Regions from separate parts of the Mus musculus genome. Here regions 2, 3, 4, 5, 6 and 7 are each linked to region 1. A link is a contact called in public Hi-C, HiCAR-type, HiChIP or PLAC-seq and promoter capture Hi-C data. All regions are on one chromosome and are shown on one strand. Each heading gives the region's core, a stretch centred on a gene start, on an enhancer-like site or on the middle of the called end of the contact. The rest is flanking DNA. Distances are from core to core; before and after follow the strand shown. Region 1 holds the start of Mmab (methylmalonic aciduria (cobalamin deficiency) cblB type homolog (human)). Region 2 holds the start of Cabp1 (calcium binding protein 1). Region 3 holds the start of Srsf9 (serine and arginine-rich splicing factor 9). Region 4 holds the start of Dynll1 (dynein light chain LC8-type 1). Region 5 holds the start of Coq5 (coenzyme Q5 methyltransferase). Region 6 holds the start of Cox6a1 (cytochrome c oxidase subunit 6A1). Region 7 holds the start of Pop5 (processing of precursor 5, ribonuclease P/MRP family (S. cerevisiae)).

Region 1 (3,146 bases), core at 13-2,512:
CTGGGCTTGGAGGTGAACATCTTTCATCCCAGCACTGTGGAGGCAGAGGCAGGTGGATCTCTGGGTGTACGAGGCAAGCCTGGTCTACAGAGTGAATTCCAGGACAGCCAGGAGCATGTAGAGAAACTCCATCCAGAACTACCATCCAGAGCTATGTTCCAGGATGACAGTGCAGTGAGCCAGTCAGGTGGACAATGGGAAAAAAAAAATCTGGGTTCAGACCACAGCTCTTCCGTCCCCAGAATGTCTTATGCCATGAATCTGTTTCCCATATATCAGATAATAGAGGCAATACTGGAGGCTGACTCAAAGGACTACCAGCAGCAAGGCCTGTCTGTCTGGCAAAGTGGCCTCTTGACTATACTGAGCTACTCGGCACTGACAGGTTCTCAGCTCCAGAGTTTATTACCACTGCTGTTGCCAGTAGAAACTGACATGAGCTCAGGCATGGACTGCTTGCCTACTCTGAGGACGGCCATGTGTTTGATGCGTGTGGGAACGCGAGGTTTAGATAAAATCTTGCAGGAGAAAGAATCCTTCCCGGACCTCAAGACCACAACCAACCTGTCACAATCACAAACGCGGCTGCCGGGACTCACCTGTTAACGCCCTGTGTTGCACGTTCAAACAAGAACTTCTGCAAGGCAAGAGTCATGTCACAGAGTGGTTTTGCTGGATTTATGGGTGCATGCATTTTTACGTTGTTATAAATAATGCAAAAATCACCCGGGTTCAAGGCTTCACTGGCCACCCCACTGCACACTAAGTAGCCCAGTCTACGGGACCCTAGTCTAGGGGAAACTGTCCGATCTGAGGTCGCCGAGCGCTCAGATCGAGGACACGAAGGCAGAGAACCGCGGCGCCCGGCCCGGGGTGTCCGGGACCCGGTCCTCACGCCGCCCATCCCGCAGCCCAGGCTTCTCACCTGCCCCGGCCAGCGCCCAAGTGAGCTGAAACCCGGGCCGCAGCTCCCGGTCTTCTCCATATCAGATGGGAGAGTTCCAAGGAGGCGGGTGTGTCTTCCTGAGGCCAATCAGAGAGCTGGAGCTAAGGGCTCCTTTACAGATTGGGTCAAACATTAACCAATGGGAACTTCAAGCAAGCCGAAATTGCCTCGCCTCTTTCTACAAGTAATCCAATGGGAATCAAGAGCTGGGGAGTGCCCCGCCCTGGTGCGAGTGCCCCAGGCCAATAGGAAACAGCGATTGAGAGGTGGCGCGGCCGGCTGCGGGGCGGAGTCATCCCCGGGCCTGGACGGGTGCCTAGCCGGGTCAGTCTTGGATGCGTTACCGTGCGCATGGCTGTGTGGCTCTTTGGGGGTCGCCTCGGCCTGCGCGGGCGTCTCAGCGCCTGCAGACTGCTGTGTCCCCGTTTCCAGAGCCGTGGCCCTCAGGGCGGGGAAGACGGGGACAGGTGAGTTTCAGGCCTGGAGAGTAACTCAACACGGAGGAGGAACGGTTGTTTCCGTGGGTACATCACACCGATGACGTGCTCTATGTGGCCTGACGTCACTGGGCTCGTCATGGCGTCAGAGGCCAGGATTTCCTCCCCAAGTTCTAACGGAGTCTAGCTGTGGTCAGTCAGGGCAGGGGCATGCTCTTGTGGGTTTTGTCCGGCCTCCCCAAGCAGTTTGTTTGGATTAGGATTAAGACACCAGGAAGACATGGTAACACTTAGAAACTTGCATAGGGACTTGCAGACTACCATGACCTCATGATCAGCGTTCCCTGTCCAGTCCTCTGACTTTGAAATAATTTTGTGAATTCACATTTTAATTTTAAGTTATGCACTGCTAGTTGAAAATGGCAGAGTCGGGGTTCATTCGCAGTCCTCAAAAAAAAAAAAATTAAGTTAAAATAGCATTTTTGAAATTCCATTTTGACAGTGTATTTTTTTTTTTCCTTGACACTGAAAAATCTTAGAAAAGTGCAAGTGGCCTAGTTTTCTTTCCCCCAGAAGTGCTAACTTCTGTGTTGGGGTTAGAAGAGACAAGAGTTTGGGGAGGGTAATGGACCAGGTCAGGCTTACAGTAGAAGGGTTTTGGGCATGAATCCCAGCCCAGTCTCTTCCTGGAGATCTAGGAAGTTGAATCTTTGTGGGCTCCAGTTTCCTCAACGGAGAAGCGTATGGCTAACTTTGGGAGTGTGGGAGAAGCTGAAGGGCAGTTCCAGGAGCTAGCGGCTTTAGCCCACTGTGGAGCTAGGGCTACATGGAGTGACCAGTTAGTCCTTCCTGCCAGTATTTGCCAAGAATCTTTATTGAGCAGTATGCTACAGCAGCTGCTGTACAGGTAGAGACAGGGACAGGAAGCTGTCAGGAAGGGGCAGCGGGGAAATGGCTGACGGGAGATTGCCATCCCAGAGGCAGAGAAGTGCTGCCCCTGAGGTTGCAGACTGAAAGCTGGGCGTCACTCCCCGAGGCGCAGCCGTTCCCACTTACCACGCCTTTGTGTCTGTTTCTCATCAGGCTGCAGCCGTCCTCGACGGCAGCCAAGATCCCCAAGATTTACACCAAGACGGGAGACAAAGGTAGGCCACGCTGTAGCCATGTGACGGGTCTGAATATACATCATAAGTGTGAAGCCACAAGAAAGGTGCACTGTTCAAGTGTTCAAAACAAGTTGTAGCGCTGCTACAATGGCTCAGACTGCTCTTCTAGAGGTCCTGAGTTCAATTTCCAGCAATCACGTGGTGGCTCACAACCATCTGTAATGGACTCTGATGCCCTCTTCTGGTGTGTCTGAAGAGAGCACCAGTGTACTCATATACATAAAATAAATAAATCTAAAAGCAAAAAGCGGGGCTGGTGAGATGGCTCAGTGGTTAAGAGCGCTGACTGCTCTTCTGAAGGTCAGAACCACATGGTGGCTCACAACCATCCGTAATGAAATCTGACGCCCTCTTCTGGGGTGTCTGAGGACAGCTACAGTGTACTCACATATAATAAATAAATAAATAAATAAATAAATAAATCTTAAAAAAAAAAAAAAAAGCCAAGTTGTAAGGAAGCCAAGTATAGTGCACACCTGCAATCCCAGTACTTAGGAGCTGAGGTTGGAGAGTCACAAGTTCAAGACCAGCTAGGTTGATGTACCAAACTCCAAGGCAGCCTGCTCTACATAGTAAAACCCTGTCTTTTTTTTTTTT
Region 2 (3,089 bases), core at 132-2,631, 750 kb before region 1:
CCCAAGTGCTGGGATTAAAGGTGTGCACCGTTACTGCCCAGCTTTATTTATTTATATGACAGGGTCTCATGTAGCCCAGCCTGGCCTGGAACTCGTTATTCTAACCCTCCTGTTTGCTTCTCCCAAGGGATTTCAGACATGTGCCACCACACCCAGATCCCCCCCCCAAAACACACACACACACACACACACACACACACACACACACGAGTTAGAATAGTTAAACAGAGTCTTACTCTGAAGCCTCAAGTTTATAGCAATTCTGGTTCCTCCACCTACCACATGCTGGAATTGCAGGCCCATGCCACCACGTCCAGATCTTTCTTTTTTTGCACATGCATAGGTAGAAATACACCATGCAAAAAAGAGGGTCCTCCTCGAAGCCCCGTGATATTGGGAGTCTGCCCATCTATCCTAATGAGGCTAAGCAGTGAGCAGGTTGTAAGGGACAGAGGATGGGCAGAGAACAGGGAGGCCCTCGCCTCCAAATCTTAACGTCCCTACTACTAAGCACCTTGGTACAAGGGGGCCTCAGGAGGTGCAGACTGGAGAGAAGCTGCTAAATGAGTGTGTGCCCTGTGCCAGCTCCCTCCTGCTGGAGTCTTTCTTGAGCACCAGGAAATCTTGTGTCGCCACGAAATCAGTTTGGGAAGAATCATTTGCATTTCACTGAAGAGGGGAAACCGGCTCAGGGAGGCTGATGACACTTGCCCAAGCTTCCCAGATGGCAAGCTGCAGAGCTGGGATTTGAGATTGAAACCAGCACAGTGTGACTTCCTGGATGCTTACCAAGGGCAGGAGTCCTCTCTCTAACAACTAGAAGGGCAGGAGGTGGTTCGATGGAGAAACAAGCATAGCCAACGTGTCCTACCTGGAACTTGACCACCACCAGGCACTTCCGGGACAGGTAGCTGCAGCCAGATGCCACCTGGCTCCTCTTCTGTTGTGTCAACTGTAAATTCCGTGGCTGACTTGCTCGGGGCAATCCTAGTCCGGTGTACTCTATGGAAGGTGGATGGACGAGGCATGGATACACTCCTAGCTTTATCCTTCCAGGTCATCTGGCTCCTGCGTTTGTCTGGATGGTGTCACAGAGTGCCTGCATCCTAGCTGAGTCTCTAGCGTCCTGCACCCCTTTGGTCCTATTGCCAAAGTTGTTCTCTCTGGAAAGTGCACCCTTGCTTGACTTTGGGGTGAGGGGGGGGCGACCGGCCGATCCTGGGCATGGAGGGATCCTCTGGGCGTGATAAGGGGCTCCGCCAGTCTCCTTGGGGGAGGTTAGCCAGCCCCTTCCCTCGTGCTCACATTCAGTGCCGCAGCGCCCCCTTGGCCACCAGAGGCGCCCGGAAGCGGGACTCCCCGAGCGCTGGGCGGGGCGAGGGGCGGGGCGCGGCGGCACCTGGGCCGCGGGAGAGCCGGGGGTGGGCTCTCGGGGGACAACCAGCTGCCCCCCCAGATCTGCAGCGCCGGCCGCCGGGAGCTCGAGGCTCCAGGCGCAGAGGCTGCGCTGTCACATGGGCGGCGGCGACGGGGCCGCATTTAAGCGGCCAGGGGACGGCGCCCGCCTGCAGCGCGTCCTCGGGCTTGGCTCCCGCCGGGCGCCCCGCTCTCTGCCCTCCGGGGGCCCCGCACCACCCCCGCCGGGCCATGCGAGCGCGGGCCCCGCCGCGATGAGCTCGCACATTGCCAAGAGCGAGTCCAAGACGTCGCTGCTCAAGGCGGCGGCGGCGAGCGGGGGCAGCCGGGCTCCCCGCCACAGCTCTGCGCGGGACCCCGGGCTGCGTGGCCGCCGGCTGCCCGGTCCCTGCCCCGGCTCGCCTCCACCGTGCGGGGACCCCAGCTCGCGGAGGCCCCTGTGCCGGCCCGTGCCGCGGGACGAGGGCGCGCGCGGGAGCCGGCGTGGGCTGCCCCAGGCGCACTGCAGGCCCCGGGAGACGCTACCGCCGGCCCGCGGGCGCGATGGGGAGGAACGGGGGCTGGCGCCAGCGCTCGGTCTACGGGGCTCCCTGCGATCGCGGGGTCGCGGGGACCCGGCTCCTGCTGGCACCCCCGAGGCGGACCCGTTCCTCCACCGGCTGCGCCCCATGCTCAGCTCCGCCTTCGGCCAGGTAAGGGCCGCGCCCCTCGCCCGCGCTCCGGGCACCGGCGCTCGGGACCCTACGGCGGCGGCGCGTCCCCGGTTCTGCTCGCTCTGCCCAGTCGGGGTGCACCTTGGCTCATCCTGTCCTCCCGCGGCCCTGGCGCTCCGCCACCCCCGTGTCTGATTCAGCACCCTGTGCGCTGTCCACACTTCGGGCCTCTTCCTGGGCGCCGCTCAGCTGAGCCTGCCTCGCACCTGCAAGAGCGACCTCCGCAATCCTCCGGGAGATTTTCCAGGGTCGTGAGCAGCGCTTGGAGCAGGCGGCGCCAACCTTCTCCTCTCTCTGGCCTCTGGCGACCCAGAGGAGCGAAGGGCTTGGAGTCTGAGCGGCAAAGGGGGAGGGCCTGGGAGTACAGCGAGTTGCTTGTGGATGATTTATACTAGCCGTGACTTAGAGTGTCCTCAAAGGTCTGGGAAAGTTAGGGGATTGGAAAAATGGGGAGGAGAAGAGATGTCTGGACAGGCATGAAGGGTCTGTCCAGAGCTACGGCTCCATCTAGAACTTGAGAGTGTTTTCAAGGAAGATGGTATTCCAGGGATGCTATCTGAATGGCAGTTAGGCAATTGTGGGATAAGACCCAGAAAATCCAAGCCTGGGTTGGTGTGCCTTTTAGGGTTAGGAAGGCCACTAAGAGGTCATTGGTGACTCATTTTTGTCCCTCGCACGCCTTTGCCCGCAAGGATTCCAGTCAGCGGGGCATTTACAAACAGCTCAAGGCTACATTGTGGTATTGTGTCGCAGGAGAGACAGGAACCCGTGAACTTCTGAGCAAAGCCAAGATTTCCTCTAGTTGGGAGACTGTAATTGAATCAAACTCAGGGAGTCAGTTCTGCAGAGGCGCAATCAAAAGGCTGGCATAGTTTCAGACACAGGGGTCTAAGTGTTTCTTTGGTAGGATCTATCGCAAAGATAACCACCTCAAGCTCCCGCTGGCTGTGCGGGGATCAG
Region 3 (3,310 bases), core at 668-3,167, 880 kb before region 1:
TCAAGTTCAGGCCAGTCAGAGCTATAGTATAAGACCCTGTCTAAAACACACACACACACACACAAAAGGCATCAAGGAACACGACCATGGCACCTTGATTGCTGGAGTGAATTACAATGGACTGGAAGGGTCAGGCGTATTAGGGATTAAAAGCAGAATTTGTAGGTAAAGGATCTAAGTTACCTCTTGAAGCTTTTATAACTCTAATTGAGAAATTATAGTTAATTTATAACTGCCTATCCAACAGTTATCAAATCTTAAGTGCTTTCTTTGAAACTTCCCAAATAGAGCAGAATATAGGTCTTTTGTCACACCACACAGTAGTTACGGGGTGCAAATCCTACCTAGATCCTCTCCAAACACCTACCAATTGTTATCCCTTTACTAACCTCTTGCATTAAACAATCCGCATTTTGTGTGAAATACGGTCAGCATCCTCTGCTTCATGGGCTATTGAAAAACGCTAACTACACGAGGCGTGGCACTTGACACAGAACTTGACTATTAAAGACACAATGGCACTGTTCATTAGGGCCATAATTTTTCTCACGTTCATTTGTATTTAAAAAAAAAAAAAAAAGCTTCAGTCTATTTTTTGAGGCAAACTGCAAGACACTTAGGGGATAAGCTGGGTTAGTCTTCAACCATCGAAGTCCGGAGTACTTCTACTGTGAATCCGTAATCTCCAACCCAGGCCGGCGAGACACCGGGTCGGCAGGCAGAGATGAAGCTCTCCTCCCAACGAGGCTGAGAAGACAGGGAACAGGTCCTTACTGACCCTCCCAAGGGGACGACCGCCAACGGCGCAGAGATCTCTAAACTAAAGCATACTTTCCGGCCTCTTCCTGACCCAGGGCTCACGACATTTGCACACACACACAAAAAAAATAAAAATAATAATTAAAAAAAAAATCAAAGATCCTTCGGCGCGGGTTTTGGGGGAGCCTAGCTTTTCCACATCCCTGCTACAATTAACTTCTGGCTTCTGGCGGGGAATTAACTTCCCTCATTAGAGGGGAATGAAATCAGAGATGCTAACCCCCCACCCGTCTCTCTCTCCCGCTGTTTAATCTGATCCCCCTTTACTAGAACTAGGCTCGGTGGGGCGCCCAAGTGAGGGCTGGCTCCAGACACCCCGCTTTTCAGCCGCCCAAGGCAACCTGTGGTCCCCGCCAACGCCGTCTGTTCCCCGGTAACGGCGAGGGCCACCCCCACCCACAGACCCGAACCCGGACTCGGGAGGAGGGGGCGGGATGGGCGACTGTCGCCTTCGGCCGAGTCCTCTGCAGGGTCGGTTCGGGGGACCCGAGCCCCGCGCTTCCCTCATTTCGGGGTGCTTCCCGTTAGGGTGCTTTTCCCAAACTCGAGGGCTGGGCAGAGCGCGCTGGTTTTTACCCTCCTCGGGGGCAAGTCGGGCGGGCTGGAGCCTTCCGATTGAAGGAAGTGACACCAGGCAAAGCCGCCTCCAGCCGGGGGTGGGGGGGGGGCGCCGCGAGGGGTCAGCACGGCGGGGAGGGGGAGGGGAAGGCGCTGGGGGAGGGGAGGGGAGGCCGGGCCCGGCGGAGATGGGGCGAGCCGCCGGCGGAATCCTCACCGCGGGTCCTCGAAGCGCACGAAGGCGAAGGGCACGAGGCCGTGCCGGTTCTTGAGCTCGATCTCGCGGATGCGGCCGTACTTGTAGAACAAGTCCTCGAGGTCCTTCTCGCGCACGTCGGACGGAAGGTTGCCCACGTAGATGCGCCCGTCGCCCTCGCCGCCGCGCTCGTCCGCCCAGCCCGACGACATCCGCACCGGCCGACGCCGCGGGCCCGCCGCAGCCCACGTCCCGTCGCAGCCGCCTCCGCCGCCGACGCCGCCTCCTCAGCCCGGGGCCCCCCGCCGCAGCCTCCCCCGCGGGCTCCCGAGGCGCTCAGCCGCACTGCATTGTGGGAACGCGGCGCGGAAGCCGTGAGGAAGCGGGGGCGGGAGGGGGCGGCGGTCGGAGGATTTTTAAAGCGATCTTAAAGGGGTAGCCGCCGCCGCGAGGTGCGCTTGCGCAGAGGGCGGGGTCTCTCCCTAGAGATGCGAGCGGAAGGTTCCCGGAGGTGGGACCCGAGCGCCTCCTAAGCTGGTAGGTCACTAAGCTTGGGGCTGTCCTTCTGAGGAGAAGGACGCGGACCCCACAGAAGCCCTCAGACTGCCCAGCGCTGGGCTATCCTGGCCCTCGGTCTCAGGTCTGTAGTCGTCCCTTAGACCCGAGGTGTAAGCCTGAGATGGTCGCCAAAGCTTGGTTGTCCGAGTTTCTGGAGAATGGAGAGTGGATGCGCAAACCTTTCGTTCCAACACTCCGAACCCGGACAGAGGCAGGAGCAACTATCTCCATGAGTTCAAGGCCAGCCTGGTTTACATAGAGAAATAAAAGGTATAGTGGAGAAGAAGGTTTATTGTAGGTATGTGGGAGAGCATACTATACTCAGAGGGAGGCCATCTAGGAGAGTCCAGAAGGGGACGAGACCAGGCAGAACTGGGCCCTGTGAGGAGAGGCGGGAAGGAGAGGGGAAACAGATCCTGCAGTCAGAAGGTCAAAAGGTGTAAAAAGAGGAAGGTAGTCAAGATGTCTGGATTATATAGGGAAGAGCCTCTAGGGGAAGGGCAGCCTAGCCCCTGGCCTGGAGGGCGGGGTATGTCAGCCAAACCCTGTAACAGATAAGGACTGGAGGATGCCAGAAGCTGGAGACCAGGTCTGCTTTGGTATCTTATATAGGCACCTCAGCGGATCATCCCGGGTTTGAAACTTCACAGCTACCCTGTCTCCAAGAAAGAGAGAGAAAAGAGAATCTGTGGAGGATACGCATGTATTATTTCATATCACCACAAGCATCACTGTAGAGTTTGCCTATTTGTGCATTCTAAACTATAGAACAACCTCACCAAACAAAACAGTGAGTGGGAATGCATGCCAGTAAATCTCACTCTCCTGAGGCTAAGGTGAGAGACTTTAAAATTCTAGGCTAGCCTTGACAACAACTTACTGAGATCCTACCCTGAAAAACTATTCAAACCTAGATGCCTGGAGGGATATAAGGCAAAGATAGCAAGATGATAGAGAGCTGTAACCCTAGGCAGCTCGGTTGTTGTTTCATTTGTTCTCTGTAAGATTTTTGGATCCCAGCCTAAGGCTACACCATAAAACAATATGTCCAGGGGCTGGAGAGATGGTGCCAGTGATTAAGAGCCTTGACTGCTCTTCCAAAGGACCTGAGTTCAATACCCAGTACCTACATGGCAGCTCACAGCTGTCTGTAACTCCAGTTCCAGGAGATTGCCACCC
Region 4 (3,570 bases), core at 892-3,391, 860 kb before region 1:
GGAGCTAATCCCTCTGGGGAAAGCACAAGGCAAACTTCATGGAGGGGATCTAAGTATTCTAGGACATAACAGCATGGTGGTGAGAGGCAAAAAGGAATTCAGGGGAAGGAGCCACTACAGCTGATACCTGATTAGACAGGGTTGGGGAAATGGCTCTGCTGGTAGAACGTTTGCCTAGACTCACAAGGCCCTGGCTCAGTTCTTGAACCCCTTAAAAACTAGGTTTGGTGGCCTGTGCCTTAAATTCCAGTCCTTGAAATGTGGGAGCAAGGAGATCAGGGATTCAAGGTAACCCCCAGCTGCACAGCTTCGCCGAGAATGTAAAAACAGAGGGTCCCCTTGGGGCTGGAAAGAGAGCTCAGCAGTTACAGATGTTCTTCTGAGGATCCAGGTTCAATTCCCATCACCCATATGGCAGTTTACAACTCTCTGAAATCCCAGAGCCAGACCACCCAATGCCCTTTCCTGTCCTCCCTGAGTACCAGGCATAGATGTGGCACAGGGACATACAACCAAACACCCACAAACTTTTTTTTTTTTTTTTTTTTTTTTTTTGGTTTTTCAAGACAGGGCTTCTCTGTGTAGCCCTGGCTGTCCTGGAACTCACTTTGTAGACCAGGCTGGCCTCGAACTCAGAAATCCGTCTGCCTCTGCCTCCCAAGTGCTGGGATTAAAGGCGTGTGCCACCACGCCCAGCTTTTTTTTTTTTTTTTTTTTTTTTTAAAGAGAGCAAGAAAAAGAAGATCCTCTCAGACACAGCTGTTGTGAGTGGTACGGTGCTGAGCAGAGGTCAAGCACCCACTCACTGCTGCTGACTCGTTTTATTTCATTTATTTTTTTGGGGGGGAGGGCAGTTTACACAGGATCTCATGTAGCCCAGGCTAGCCTTGGCGCCATCTATCCAAAGCTGGACTTGAATTTCTGATCCTTCTGTTCCTGTCTTCCAGTGTTCTGACTCCCTCCTGGAGCCTCCTGGGGATCAAATATGCAGCCTCTGGCCTCACTCATACCAAGCAAATGCTCTACTGACTGAGGGGTAGCCCAGTATTTTGTTATTTTTATTTATTTATTTATTATGTGGGTACGATTAGTCATAAATGCCAGAGGAGACACATCTTAGGATCACTTTCTTAAGATACGTCTTCCTTTGTATAAATAAATCCTCAGCCAAGAAACTTTGCCCAAATGGACATTCTATCCGAGGAAGCAGCCTCACCTGTACACACTGGGCATCCACCCACATTCCAGATCTTGAGGTCCCCACTGCCTGGCAGACAGGCTCTACCTCCTGGATACGCGATCCCTTTCCCGAATTTCTCCTTCAATCATTAGGCTATCAGTATGTATACGGTCTCCTAGGGCAGTACCAGCTACACAGGGGCTACAGTACGAAATAAGCATGTAGTGTCATGTTATAAAATTCGGAATTTAACCCGGTGTGATGGCGCATGGGGGAGGCGCCAAGAAGAAATGCGAACTTTAGATCATCCTGGGGCTACTTAGGGAGACGATGCTAAGGTAGGGTGGGGAGGACACGGGCAGAAAAAACGAAAAAGAAAGAAAACAGGGTTCAGTGGCAGAACGTAGAACTTGCCTCTCAAGCCCAGGGCCTCCTCAGACACACGCACTTACTTACAAACTTCAGGAATGTGACAGCAGAGCTTCGAACCAAGCCCTACGAGACCCTGAGTGCAACTGCATCGATGGCTCACCCTTGCTAAGCTCGAGGCCACCTGTCAAAGGCCATAAATCGTGCGGACCCCGGGTGGGTGGGGGGAGATGGTGGAAATGGGCGGCACCTGGGGCGGCAGCTCCCAGCCTTCTAGAACCTGCGATTCCAGAACACACCCTGCGCTAACCTCAGTGGGGCCCCCGAGAGGAAAATGCCCGCCCTCACCTCCTTCCAGACTGCTGGGTGGTCCGGGAGCCAGCCACTCGACCCGGGGCTCCGCCTTCAGGGTGTGTGGGCCTCCGCACGCGTGCCGCGCATCGCCCGGGCAACCGACGCTGTGCGCGGTGCATTGTGGTCTGCAACAAAACGCGGGGGAAAGATCCTGAGGGAACCATTGAATCCGCTAGCCAATCGGGAGAGGCTGGCGGTAGCGGATGGCCAATAGCGACGCGGGCCGGGGGCGGGGCCGCGGGCGCAGGGCGGGGCCTAGGGATTAGGCGGCGGCGGCTGGCGTGGGGCAGCTTAGATGCGCCACGGCTTCGGTAGCGACCGGCTGTCTTCTGCTGCTTGAGCGGCGCCCGCACCTTCCCTAGGAGCTCGCAGCAGCCGGCTGGCCTCTGCTCCACGGTGAGACCGGGCTCGGGTCCTCCCCGTCCCCCCTACCTCGGGCCTGCGGTGCGGACCTCGGGAGCTGCCCCTCGGAAGCGGGTGGGGGCGTCGTCCTCAAGGGGGGCGCCGGTCGGGAGGGCAGCGAGCGCGGCCCGCACCCGACCCCTCTCCCTCTTCCCTGCGCTTCGTCACCACACAGGTAACCATGTGCGACCGGAAGGCGGTGATCAAAAATGCAGACATGTCGGAAGAGATGCAACAGGACTCGGTGGAGTGCGCTACCCAGGCGTTGGAGAAGTACAACATCGAGAAGGATATTGCGGCCCATATCAAGAAGGTGAGGACCCGGCGCCGCGTAGTTCCTACTCCCCGATTCTGCGTCCTCTGGGCGCCTGGCAGTTTCCCTGTAGCACTCAGGGCGGCTCGGGATGGATAGTTCTAGAAAGGACGCAAGGGTTTCGCGTTCCTCTGGGGAAGACCAGACCCTCAACGCCAGAAGTTTTTTTTTTTTTTTTAAACCCCCAGCTCCTTGGGGGAAAGCGCCACCTAGCAACGGTTTCCAAGATCAGGGAGTTGCGAGCAGTTCCCCCTGCTGTAGAATTCCTGCGCCGAGGATCCATCTGGGTGTTCCGGGAGGGGGGGGGGTTGCGCCTGCCTGCGTGGGTGTTTCCAGCCGGGCTAGGAGGAGATCTTGCCAGCCTTCTAGTCGGGAGTTAGTCGACAGTTCAGGGAAAGTGGGTGGCAGTGGTGGTTTGGGGGGCTTGGGTGGAGGCTTGGTAAATGGCAGTTTTGTAGAAAGCTGGCGCAAGACTGCCAACTTCTCAAGCTATGTTTGCTGGAAGGAAACTGGAAGCCGAAGCCGTGGGAGGGTTCCAGTGGAGAACGGGAGGATGAAAGACTCACATGGAACAAAAATGAATACTTTTTTTTTTTTTTTGGTTTCTCTGTGTAGCCCTGGCTGTCCTGGAACTCACTTTGTAGACCAGGCTGGCCTCGAACTCAGAAATCCGCCTGCCTCTGCCTCCCAAGTGCTGGGACTAAAGGCGTGCGAGACCACGCCCGGCTTGAATATCTTTTTTTGACAAATGCAGCAGTATGTGCGTCTGGATTGTAAGAGAGACATTCTGCTTAATAAATGAGGTTTTCATACCGATTGCCCGATAAGATAGTAGGAGCCCTAAAGAATTTTACATCATCTCTGGCCCTGGTTCTATCCAACTAGTGAAGAAATGAACACATTGCTAGTTTTAATGTCCATGGGATGGGAGAATCAGGTAGCAGATGCTCTC
Region 5 (3,367 bases), core at 582-3,081, 840 kb before region 1:
GCATGTATGTCTGGGTGCCACATGTGTGCCCATGGAGGCCAGAAGAGGCCTTCGGATTCCTTGGAACAGGTTACAGTCTGTGGTTCTCAACCTCTAAATGCTGACCCTTTAGTTCAGTTCTTCATGTTGTGGGGACCCACAATCACAAAATTATTTTCATTGCTAATTCATAAGTACATAACAGTAGTTTTGCTGCTGTTGTGAGTCATAATGTAAATAACTGGATTTTCTGATGGTCTTAGGCGATCCCTGTGCAAGAGTGACTCTACCCTAAAGGAGTCAAACGTCTTGCTGTTATAGACAATTGTGAACAATCATGTGAATGCTAGGACTGAAGTGCTTGTAGCTGCTAAGCAGTTGTTTTCGTTGTTTAGTTTGTTTGTTGTTTTTTGGTTTTGTTTTTTAGGAAAGGTTTTGAACTTGTGATCCTACCCCAGGCCTCCTGAATGCATGGCACTGTATGTGTCAGACAGTTCTGATGTTTTATTTTTCTTGGAGACAGGGTTTCATAGTGTAACTCTGATTGTCCTGGAACTCTCTATGTAGGCAAGGATGGCCCTGAACTATGTGTGAGCGTGTGTTTTTAAAAGGAGGGGATAGCGTCTTTTTTTTTTTTTTTTTGGTTTGGTTTTGGTTTTTTGAGACAGGGTTTCTCGTGTAGCTCTGGCTGTCCTGGAACTCACTTTGTAGACCAGGCTGGCTTCAAACTCAGAAATCCGCCTGCCTCTGCCTCCCAAGTGCTCGGCTTTTTTTTTTTTTTTTTTTTTCTTTTTTTAGTGTCTTTCTTTAGTAAGAAAATAAGGATGTAAATTCTGTGTTAGACAAGTAGTTACTCTTCTAACTTACAAGTTTATACTTATCTTTGTGGAGGCAGTATCTCTCTGTCTGAGGCTGGCTTCAAATTCACAGTACAGTAAGAGAATTACCTTGTACTTGTAACCTTCCCCCACACACCTGCCAAGTGCTGGGAACACAGTTTACACCACCACACAAATTATGAGGTGCTGGGGATGAAACTGAGCCGCAGGAAGTGACAGGCCAGCAGCACTCGACCAATTGTGCCACAGTCCCAGCTCCTGGCTACCATTTTAAATAGTGCAAGCTTAACCTTAACCCTATATTCCCTCAGAAAAGTAGTAACAACAGTCACTAGTGGGAAACTGAAGTGAGAAATGGGTGGGGGGAAAATCTGTACACGGCACCTGGCATACGTATAGGACAATCTCGCAGTTGACGAGCGTAAAGGGTCATGCTGTGCTTCAAAGAGGGAAAAGCCGGGTTTGGTGGCGCACAGCCTTTAATGGCAGCGCTCCAGAGGCAGAGGCACAGGCAGGTGCATCTCTGTGAGTTCGAGGCCATCCTGGACAGCTCCAGGGCAGTCAAGGTGACACAGAGAGACCCTGACAAAAGGGGGCGCGTCGCCGGGGGCAGCGTCTCAAATGGCTGCAGTGGCAGTGACAGCAAATGAGTCCCCGAAAGGGAAGCTGGGTCTGGGAAGTCAGGACAGTAAGGAACACAGCTCCGGGGCCGACAGGGCATCCAATCAACCCTCAGTGAGAAAAGGAACCCGAACAGGAGCCCGACAGGTCCCTCCATCCACCCTCGCGCCCTCTGTCACCTTTGCTTCCTTTCTCCCCTTCCGACACGGTCTCAAACCCGAAGTGCGTTTCCGCGGCTCGCTTCTCCTGGGACAAGGACCGCGTTCCCAGCGTGGCCCATGGCCAGGATCTATGACACCCGGGGAGCCTGCAGTGTCCCGTGGCTCGCCACCACCCGCGGCCGCAGACGCGCCATAGAACGCAGCACCTGGGCGCCGCCATCGTGACACCCCGGCGACCGCGGGGCGGGGAGAACGTCGGGTTGCGTCACCAGCCGGGTGACGGCGGCCGACAGGAGACACATTAGTGGAACGCACCCCCAAACGCCTGTTTTTTTAAGGAGTCCTCCTGGTTTAGGATTTGGAAACCTGAAAGCCTTTCCTGTGTTCCCTGACTGAATCTAGAGTTTAGCAGGAATAAGCAGAATTCAGACAGAGGCCCTAATTATATTTCAGCGGCCATATTTCCATCCTGTTAGCTAGGACTAAAGACTACTATGGAAAAGACAACTGAATAGACCAGGCTGGCCCGGAACTCGCAGAAATCCACCCAAGTGCTGGAGTGTGCTCCCTCATGCCCTGCAACTTTTGTTTTCTGGTGCAGGAACTGGGTGAAATTGAGGCATGTTGTAAGTTAAAGATCAAAATTACATGATTTGAAAAAAAAATATATATATATGTATACACATATATGTGTATATATGTATATGTATATACACACATACATATATGTGTATATATGTATATGTATATACACACATACATATATGTGTATGTATGTATATGTGTGTGTATACATATGTGTGTGTATACATATATGTACACATACAAACATACATCTAAAGTAAAGTATATACACTTGTGTGTCTGTGGATGTATGTGAACGTGAGTGCAGCTGCCTGTGGAACCCAGAGATGTCAGATATCTTAAAACTGTAGTTTTAGGTGAATGAGCATAAGGATTTGGGTGCTGGTGACAAGCATTATAACTGATGAGTCAACCCCCCTGTGTGTGCCTCATGTGAATATATATATTTTTTAAAGCTGGAACTAGTTTACCTAGTCCAGAGTGTACTTGAACTCATAACATGCCTGGTTAAGTCAGACAGCACAAGCCTGAACTCCTCCCACATCGTTTTAGTGGCATCTGGAATGGTGTGCAGGTTCTAGTGCACACTTGAACAGTGCTGTGACACTAAACTCTACCCGAGTGCCTTTTAAATGTATTTAATTTTGGTTTGTTTGTTTTATGAGACAGGGTTTCTCTGTGTAGCCTTGGCTGTCCTGGAACTTGCTCTGTAGGCCAGGCTGACCTGGAACTCAGAAATCTGCCTGCCTCTGCCTCCCAACTGCTGGGATCAAAGGTGTGTGCCACCACCAACTGGTAGTATATTTAATTTTAAAATAAATAAATAATAATTAAATAAATTGTGTCTTTTTGATGTGTGTGTGTGCATGCACGCGTGTTCTCACACGTAGGCGTGCACATGCCAAGATCCATGTGTGGAGGTCAGGAGATGACTTTCAGGGGTCAGTTCTCCATGGCCCTGGGAATTGAACTCACATCCTCAGGCTTACAACTAAAGCACTGTGATCTACTGAGCCACCTTGCCAGCTCTTATCTTTTATGTTGAGATAGCATTTCACTAAGTTGGCAAGGCCTTGAACTCACTTTGTCACCTAGATACAGGCTTTGAACTTTTGATCTTCCTGGTAGGTGGGATTAAAGGCCTGTATCACTACACAGGGCCTTTAAAAATTTTTTTAAACT
Region 6 (3,495 bases), core at 220-2,719, 900 kb before region 1:
ATACACAAACATTTTAAACTTAGGGGTGTGTGAGCGGAGACAGGGTCTCATTCTACAGCCCAGGCTAGTCTCTAACTCACAGCAATCTTCCTACCCCATCTCACTCTTATGAGCCACCTCACTTGGCGTGTGTCTTAGTCAGGGTTTCTATTCCTGCACAAACATGATGACCAAGAAGCAAGTTGGGGAGGAAAGGGTTTATTCAGCTTACACTTCCACCCTGCTGTTCATCACCAAAGGAAGTCAGGACTGGAACTCAAGCAGGTCAGAAAGCAGGAGCTGATGCAGAGGCCATGGAGGGATGTTCTTTACTGGCTTGCCTCCTCTGGCTTGCTCAGCCTGCTCTCTTATAGAACCCAAGACTACCAGCCCAGAGATGGTCCCACCCACAAGGGGCCTTTCCCCCTTGATCACTAATTGAGATGCCTTACAGATGGATCTCATGGAGGCATTTCCTCAACTGAAGGTCCTTTCTCTGTGATAACTCCAGCTGTGTCAAGTTGACACAAAACTAACCAGTACAGCGTGTTTTGTTGTTTTTGTTTTTATGGAGACAGGGTCTCACTATGCAGCCTCTGGATAGCCTAGAACTCTGTAGAGGAGGCTGGCCTGGGGTCAGTTCCATCTGCGTCTTCCTCGCAGATACTAGCATTAAAGATGCGAGGCTTTTAGACCAAAATAAATAAATAAATAAATAAACAAATAAATAAATAAAAAGGGAAAAAGGAGATATTTGTAAAGTTCTACAGACAAAATTTAACAGATGTGTGTAGTATTCAAAGCGGGAGCAGGAACATTGAACAAACGCTGAGGATATGGAGCTAAACAAAGTCCAGATTTGCTGGCAATTGCAGGGTCCTTACTGGTTCCTGGGTCTGTTCCTTGACTCATTAATACACGGTTTCATACATTCATTCATTAAATTGCATAAAGCACCTGCTACTTGCCATGAAAGATTTCGGGTAACTCTCGGGATGCAGCGCTGGCAAAAATCTAAGCACTGCGGACTTTACAGTCTATGTAGGGCACAACGGAAGAGAATAACAACGGTCTTTAAGAGCGATAGGGACAATGATAACGACAAGGACAGGGCTGTCGAGGGCCTGGGAAATCGCGGAATTAGAAGGCAGCGAGCGAGGAAAGAGAATGGCGCCTCCGCTAACGTGACTTGTTCTCCGCACTTCAGATCCTGTCCAGGGACTCCAAAGAAGGGAGCGATTAAAACCAGAAAAGCTCGCAAAAGTTCAGTTCCGCGGACATCCTCACCTAGGCGCTGACAAGCAGGGAGATGGGGCACAGGAACGGGGCGCATGCGCGCTCTCGCTCCAGCCGCCCCAGGGACGGATAAAGTGCGCAGGCGCTGGAGTTCCTAGCCAGGTCTGAGAAGGCGTTGCCCAATAGGAACGTCGTTCGGCGTCTTTGTCCCGCCCCCTTCGCCCGTCCCCATTTCCGCTTCCGGCGCGCCGGTGTAGTTCCATGATGGCGTCGGCGGTGCTGTCAGCGTCTCGGGTCTCTCGGCCGCTGGGCCGGGCCCTCCCCGGGTTGAGGCGGCCCATGTCGAGTGGCGCCCACGGCGAGGAGGGTTCAGGTACCCGGGGGCTCTCGGATGGGCGTGGGGTCTCGGCGGGTGGCGTGCGGCGGCGTGGCGGGGCCGGAGCCCGGGGCGGTGACCTTGGCGGGAGGGAGCGGCCGAGGCTGACGTTGTGGCCCCCGCCGCAGCTCGGATGTGGAAGGCCCTCACCTACTTCGTGGCGCTGCCCGGGGTGGGAGTGAGCATGCTCAACGTGTTCCTCAAGTCGCGGCACGAAGAGCACGAGAGACCCCCGTTCGTTGCCTACCCTCACCTGCGCATCAGGACCAAGGTAGGCGCTGCGCCTTTACTGTCCGTCTGTCCGTCCGTCCTCCAGGCATCCGTTATTGCGGGGTTGTCCACTCCCCTGGCCCAGCCCTTGGGGGAGTTTTAGGATCTTGGCTGCCTGTCCGTCCGTGCAGATAGAATATTTTATTTACTCTTCGTTTGACGGAAGGGAAGCCAGTTTGTAGGTCGTGGCTCGGTTTTCTTAAAAGGCCACCCAGTAAATGCCTGCGGGCTTTCAGCTCCTCCAACTTGTCACCTTTTGTCCAATGGTGCACTTTATTAGCTTCCTGCGGGAAAGTTTGGAGGTTTGGGGTGTCCCTTTATAGCCGCAAATCCTGAAGGTGATCCGGGATCCGGGCGATTGGCGTAGGCTTAAGCACAGACTGCCCGTTGGTTCTCACAGTGCCTGTCGTTTTATCAGTTCTTTGCCTTGGCTGTTCGTGTAGAAACCCTGTCTCGAAAAACCAAAAAAAAAAAAAAAAAAAAAAAAAAGACAGTTATAATGTCTCATGATGTATTTTAACAAGCCCGTCTTCCACTGTATCACCTAATTCACCTAAGACTGGCCTTGCAGAAACTTATTCTAGACTTCAATTTTACAACCCAGAAGGCTCCATGCCGTTCCCGTACAGCCTCAGCACTTGAGAGGCCAAAGAGAGCCAATGTCTTGTTCAAGGCCAGTCTGGTCTACAAAGTGAGCTCCAGGACAGCCAGGGGGGAGACTTTCTCAGAAAAAGAAAAGGTGTTTGACAGCAGCCTTGCCTTGGGGCTCTGCCCACTAGGTGGCAGTAGCACCCCCCTCCTAAGGCCTCTAGATAATGCTCCCATATCCCGCCCCTGGCACTTGGGGTCAGAAAACAAGCGTTTTCTCAGTAGTAGCTATCAGGAAGTTTCTATCAGTAGTAGTTGCTGGTTATTCTCTGCCACGTTATGAAATGGAGATTAGCTTGGGCTAAATGGGGTTACCACAGAAAGCCAAAAATGGTTGTGAGCTATTGACCAAGAGCAATGCTTTTCAAACATGGAGGGGAAGGGACAGGAGAGAGGGCTCAGTGGTGTAGAGTGCTGCTGCTCTTACAGAAGAGCCTAGTTTCCAGTGGGTGGCTCACAACATTCTTTAGCCCCAGCTGCAGGCAGGGATGATATCTTTGGTCTCTGTGTACACCTACACTCGTGCATATACCCACAGAGATGTACACAGAATAATATTCATGCTGGCAGAGGCAGGTGGTCAACATAGCACATTCTAGGACATCCAGGGCTACATAAAGAGACCCGTCTCAAAATCAGACAAAACTATGATTGGCAGAGTCATACATGCTGTAACCCCAGCACTGCAGGCAGAGGCAAGAGGAGCGTTGTAAGTTTTTGATTAGACTGTTCTATTTAGTGTTCCAGGTTAGCTAGATAAGGAAACCCTGTTTCAGCAACCTTGCCAAGTCTGCCAGTGAGGGCTAGTCTCTTGGGATCCACTCTATAGGAGGACAGAACTTCTTCTTTTGTTTTTTTGGTTTTTTTTTTTTTTTGCGGGGGGGGGGGGGTTGGTTTTGTTTTGTTTTGTTTTTTGAAACGGGGTTTCTCTGTGTAGCCCCGGCTGTCCTGGAACTCACTCTGTAGACCAGGCTGGCCTCGAACTC
Region 7 (3,347 bases), core at 757-3,256, 790 kb before region 1:
CTTAAAGTCCGAGAGTGTCGCACGATCTGGGACCTAAAAGTCAGAGCACAGGTTTTCCCATACAGCCAAATACGCGAATTCTTTGAGGGGATTTCGACAGTTTTGTGGAGGGGAGTTCTTTTCAAGTGGTTTCCAAAAACAATATAGTATCCTCCCTCCCTCTCTTCCTGGTTTCTTTTTTTCCTCAAGCTAACCCCAGACTGACTGTGTAGCCAAGACGACCCCGAACTTCTGATCCCCTGCCTTTTCCTACGAAGCGCTGGCATTACCAACGCGTCCCACCACACCCAGCCCTCTGTTTTCTGTTAAGAATAGAGGATTATGTTTTAAAATGAAGAACAGAGGGTTAAGGTTTTTAATGCGTTTTTCTAGCCCATTCCCTTGAATACCTTTGTGTGATTAATAAATGATAAATTATTATTGTTGTTGTTGGGTTTTTGATACAGCGTTTCTTTCTGTAGCCCGGGCTGTCCTGGAACTCACTCTGTAGACCAGGCTGGCCTTGAACTCAGAAATCCGCCTGCTTCTGCCTCCCGAGTGCTGGGATTAAAGGCCTGCGCCACCACTGCCCAGCATTTAAAAAACAAACAAACAAAAAAAAAAAAAAAAAAAAAAAACAGGGTCCCACTCTATCTACCTAAGGCTAGCTTGGAGCCCAAAGCAATCCTGCCTCAGCCTCCTAAGGACTAGGACTACAGGGGTGTGCTACACTTCATTTATCTTGCATGTTAAGTGCATATTCTTTTTTAAAATTTATTATTATATCTAAGTACACTATAGCTTTCTTCAGACACACCAGAAGAGAACATCAGATCTCATTACAGATGGTTGTGAGCCACCACGTGGGATTTGAACCCAGGACCTTCAGAAGAGCCTTCACTCCAGCCCCTAAGTCCATATTTTTTTAAAGATTTATTTATTATTATATGTAAGTGTAGCTGTCTTCAGACAATCCAGAAGATGGAGTCAGATCTCATTACGGATGGTTGTGAGCCACCATGTGGTTGCTGGGATTTGAACTCCGGACCTTCAGAAGAGCAGTCAGGTGCTCCTACCTACTGAGCCATCTCACCAGCCCTAAGTGCATATTCTTAATGGTGTGACTCAGTGAGGTGGATTTGTGTGACTGCCACCCTATTAAGATGTAGATAAGGTTCAGTGCTCCCCAAATTCCCAGGCCCTTGCCAAAACCTTTAGTGGGAAGGAGCCATCATCCCCATTTCTGGAGAGATAGGTTTTGCCAGGCCTTGGCCTGGACATATATGTTTTAAGCATGCAACATGCCTGTAAGTCCGCTGCTTGACTCTATTTTCCTGTCGCCGGTGCTGCTACAGACATTCCTCACGTGCTCGGTATTGCATGTTTTAAGTGCACCACTAAGTCGGTCAGCATTGCCTTAATACACATTGTCTACAGATTTTCTTGTTATCCTGGGTTTCTTGGTGCCTGGCTTTGTAGCAGGGTCATTTTTGAAAATTAGATTTATTTATTTGTTGTAGAAATGTGGAGGTGCGTATTTGCCACGGCCGGAGGTGGCGATCAGAGGACGACTTTGGGAAGTTGGTTCTCAGGACCTCCGTTATGTGTACAGCTGTCATGGCCTCGCCTGGCCAGGTGTGGTAACGTAAAGCAAGACTTATATTTCACAGCTGACTATTTACAAGATCCGAAATCAGTTTTCAGTCTTCTCTTAGCCACAGCTTTAGGGGACCACAGATGTCCCTTCGCAGACTGCCATTCACTATTGCAATCAAGAGGCAATCATCGTCCACAGCCAGCGGCCGGTAGGGGGTGCCAGAGGCCCACTGTGTAGCTCGCCACACTCCCCACTCTCTAAAAATAGCACCAGTGCCTTTATCCTAACCCTGAGACCATTTTATAGATGCGGTCCGGGCCCAGGCCCAGAATTTAACCTTGAAAGCATTGGTCTCCAAACTCCCTGCTCGGATCCACTCCGATGCTCACTGCCCACCTGCTGTAACGTAGCCACAGGCGTGGGTTCGGATCCCCGGTCTTCGTCCTCCGGCCCGGTGCTGTCAGGGACCACACCGCGTCTCCAAAGCAGAGCTTCCCCTTCTAGTTCCGATTATTAAGAATTATTAGGATGGAGGTGTAGGTGGGATTGCACCGGCACGGGAGGGCGGGTGCCTAATAAACAAACAACGGCGAGCGGCTGTCACCCAGAGGAAGCACCCTGATCCGGGCCAGCCGGGAAGTGCGGGCCAGACGCCTCCCGGTGGGCCGGCGGCGGCGACGTGTCGTCGCAGCCTCTCCCGGTGGTAATTAGCCCCCGCCCTCGGCTCCGCCAGCCGCTAATTACACGTCTCCTAATGAGGCCGGCGGCTGTTTGCAATCACCCGGGTCCCCGCCGCGCGGGGGCGGGAGTCGTGGGCCGGCGTCAGGCGGAGGAAGGGGCTGAGGCTTAGAGAGGCGGACCTACGCAGGCATGACTCACGCGGGGATGGAGCCTAATCCCCGCTGAGCCCAAACCTGTGCGTCGTCGAGCCCATTCATCACCCACCGCCCTCATCCTGTATCCTGGGGTGGTTTCGCTTACTATTTATTACCGTGGTTATGGAAAGACTGGGCCTAGCCCAGGTCAGATGGTCAGGTGTGCGTGGGCCGGATCAGGGTGAGTGGGCGTTTGGGGGTCCCCCCCCACACTTTGGGTTTGTCGGCCCCCACTGCTACGTTGCTGGCCCAAAAGGTTAGCTCCGGCTACGCCTTCCAAAAACCTACTTTGAAACAACTAACGAAACCGTTATCAGACTAAAAGTTTAGATAACTGTCTAAGAAGAGGTTGGGATAGTTGCTAAAATGATCAATCAGGGGTCAGGTGAGACGATGGGGAAGGGAGCTTGCGGTCAAGCCCTGATCAAGATCTGAGTTGGATCTCAGGGACTGGCATAGGAAGCCCTAGAAAGGTGTTCTCCGACCTCCGTATGTGTACACGTGCCTCCTCCTAAATAAATTTAATTACATGGGAGCGGCAGGAGGCAGGAGGTGTGTGTGGCATTATGTAGATCCTGTTATCCTTAAAACTCATGGAAGGTCCACCCATCTCTGCCTCCTGGGGGGCTGGGATGAAAGGCATGAACTACTAGGCCCAGTTTTAGGGTGCTTTTATTTTGAGGTCCTGGGGAATATGTTGTGGGTGCTTAGGCAAGGGTTCTGCTGCCAAGATACACCCCCAGCCCTGATGCTTTCTCAGGCACATTGGCATCGCGGGAGTCTCTTTTAAAGAGTCTAGATGCTGCAGCCACACAGGATGCTGGCCCAGGACACTTGAACCTGCGTGGCTGTTTTCCCAGCAGCCACTGTGTGCCTTGTGTGCCTCTAAGTCTATC

Evidence for each region. Promoter capture Hi-C pulls out the DNA fragments that hold promoters and counts their contacts. A called contact is a pair of places that touch in the nucleus more often than the background predicts. HiCAR-type assays count read pairs that join an accessible place to other places. HiChIP or PLAC-seq counts read pairs in DNA pulled down with a chosen protein or histone mark.
Region 2: a promoter capture Hi-C map of pre-B cells shows a contact between it and region 1, with 4 times the contacts expected there. The contact joins the promoter of Cabp1 here to the promoter of Mmab in region 1. A contact is called at or near these places in 4 of 39 promoter capture datasets (the 3T3-L1 cell line, hippocampal neurons, liver and 1 more).
Region 3: a contact with region 1 is called in a Hi-C map of liver, with 2.9 times the contacts expected there. The contact joins the promoter of Srsf9 here to the promoter of Mmab in region 1. A contact is called at or near these places in 1 of 39 promoter capture datasets (pre-B cells), 1 of 484 Hi-C or Micro-C datasets (liver) and 1 of 115 datasets of contacts at active chromatin or transcription factors (bone marrow-derived macrophages).
Region 4: a contact with region 1 is called in a promoter capture Hi-C map of liver, with 2.7 times the contacts expected there. The contact joins the promoter of Dynll1 here to the promoter of Mmab in region 1. A contact is called at or near these places in 3 of 39 promoter capture datasets (liver and pre-B cells), 3 of 115 datasets of contacts at active chromatin or transcription factors (bone marrow-derived macrophages, memory CD8 T cells and pancreatic cancer cells) and 2 of 9 other capture datasets (adipose tissue and liver).
Region 5: a HiCAR-type map of astrocytes shows a contact between it and region 1, with 3 times the contacts expected there. The contact joins the promoter of Coq5 here to the promoter of Mmab in region 1. A contact is called at or near these places in 2 of 39 promoter capture datasets (liver and pre-B cells), 1 of 484 Hi-C or Micro-C datasets (CD4 T cells) and 2 of 115 datasets of contacts at active chromatin or transcription factors (astrocytes and extraembryonic endoderm stem cells).
Region 6: a FOXA1 HiChIP or PLAC-seq map of pancreatic cancer cells shows a contact between it and region 1. The contact joins the promoter of Cox6a1 here to the promoter of Mmab in region 1. A contact is called at or near these places in 1 of 39 promoter capture datasets (pre-B cells) and 4 of 115 datasets of contacts at active chromatin or transcription factors (large pre-B cells, memory CD8 T cells, pancreatic cancer cells and 1 more).
Region 7: a contact with region 1 is called in a FOXA1 HiChIP or PLAC-seq map of pancreatic cancer cells. The contact joins the promoter of Pop5 here to the promoter of Mmab in region 1. A contact is called at or near these places in 2 of 115 datasets of contacts at active chromatin or transcription factors (large pre-B cells and pancreatic cancer cells) and 1 of 9 other capture datasets (liver).

What each region holds. Positions count from the first base shown.
Region 1 is chr5:114,442,143-114,445,288 of GRCm38.p6, reverse strand. It overlaps Mmab (methylmalonic aciduria (cobalamin deficiency) cblB type homolog (human)), which reads left to right and starts at 1,262. Exons shown (of 9, transcript NM_029956.4): 1 at 1,262-1,413; 2 at 2,467-2,528. The coding sequence starts at 1,298. Mvk (mevalonate kinase) reads right to left here and starts at 1,020. Exons shown (of 11, transcript NM_023556.3): 1 at 926-1,020.
Region 2 is chr5:115,192,673-115,195,761 of GRCm38.p6, reverse strand. It overlaps Cabp1 (calcium binding protein 1), which reads left to right and starts at 1,381. Exons shown (of 6, transcript NM_001310712.1): 1 at 1,381-2,108. The coding sequence starts at 1,515. It overlaps Gm35515 (a long non-coding RNA gene), which reads right to left and starts at 1,424. Exons shown (of 3, transcript XR_387599.4): 1 at 872-1,424.
Region 3 is chr5:115,325,784-115,329,093 of GRCm38.p6, reverse strand. It overlaps Srsf9 (serine and arginine-rich splicing factor 9), which reads right to left and starts at 1,917. Exons shown (of 4, transcript NM_025573.3): 1 at 1,595-1,917. The coding sequence starts at 1,785.
Region 4 is chr5:115,299,561-115,303,130 of GRCm38.p6, reverse strand. It overlaps Dynll1 (dynein light chain LC8-type 1), which reads left to right and starts at 2,141. Exons shown (of 3, transcript NM_019682.4): 1 at 2,141-2,299; 2 at 2,481-2,618. The coding sequence starts at 2,487. Gm13830 (predicted gene 13830) reads right to left here and starts at 2,011. Exons shown (of 2, transcript NR_131932.1): 1 at 1,898-2,011.
Region 5 is chr5:115,278,166-115,281,532 of GRCm38.p6, reverse strand. It overlaps Coq5 (coenzyme Q5 methyltransferase), which reads right to left and starts at 1,831. Exons shown (of 7, transcript NM_026504.2): 1 at 1,619-1,831. The coding sequence starts at 1,820.
Region 6 is chr5:115,346,932-115,350,426 of GRCm38.p6, reverse strand. Cox6a1 (cytochrome c oxidase subunit 6A1) reads left to right here and starts at 1,469. Exons shown (of 3, transcript NM_007748.5): 1 at 1,469-1,588; 2 at 1,720-1,862. The coding sequence starts at 1,480.
Region 7 is chr5:115,234,510-115,237,856 of GRCm38.p6, reverse strand. Pop5 (processing of precursor 5, ribonuclease P/MRP family (S. cerevisiae)) reads right to left here and starts at 2,006. Exons shown (of 6, transcript NM_026398.4): 1 at 1,973-2,006; 2 at 1-33.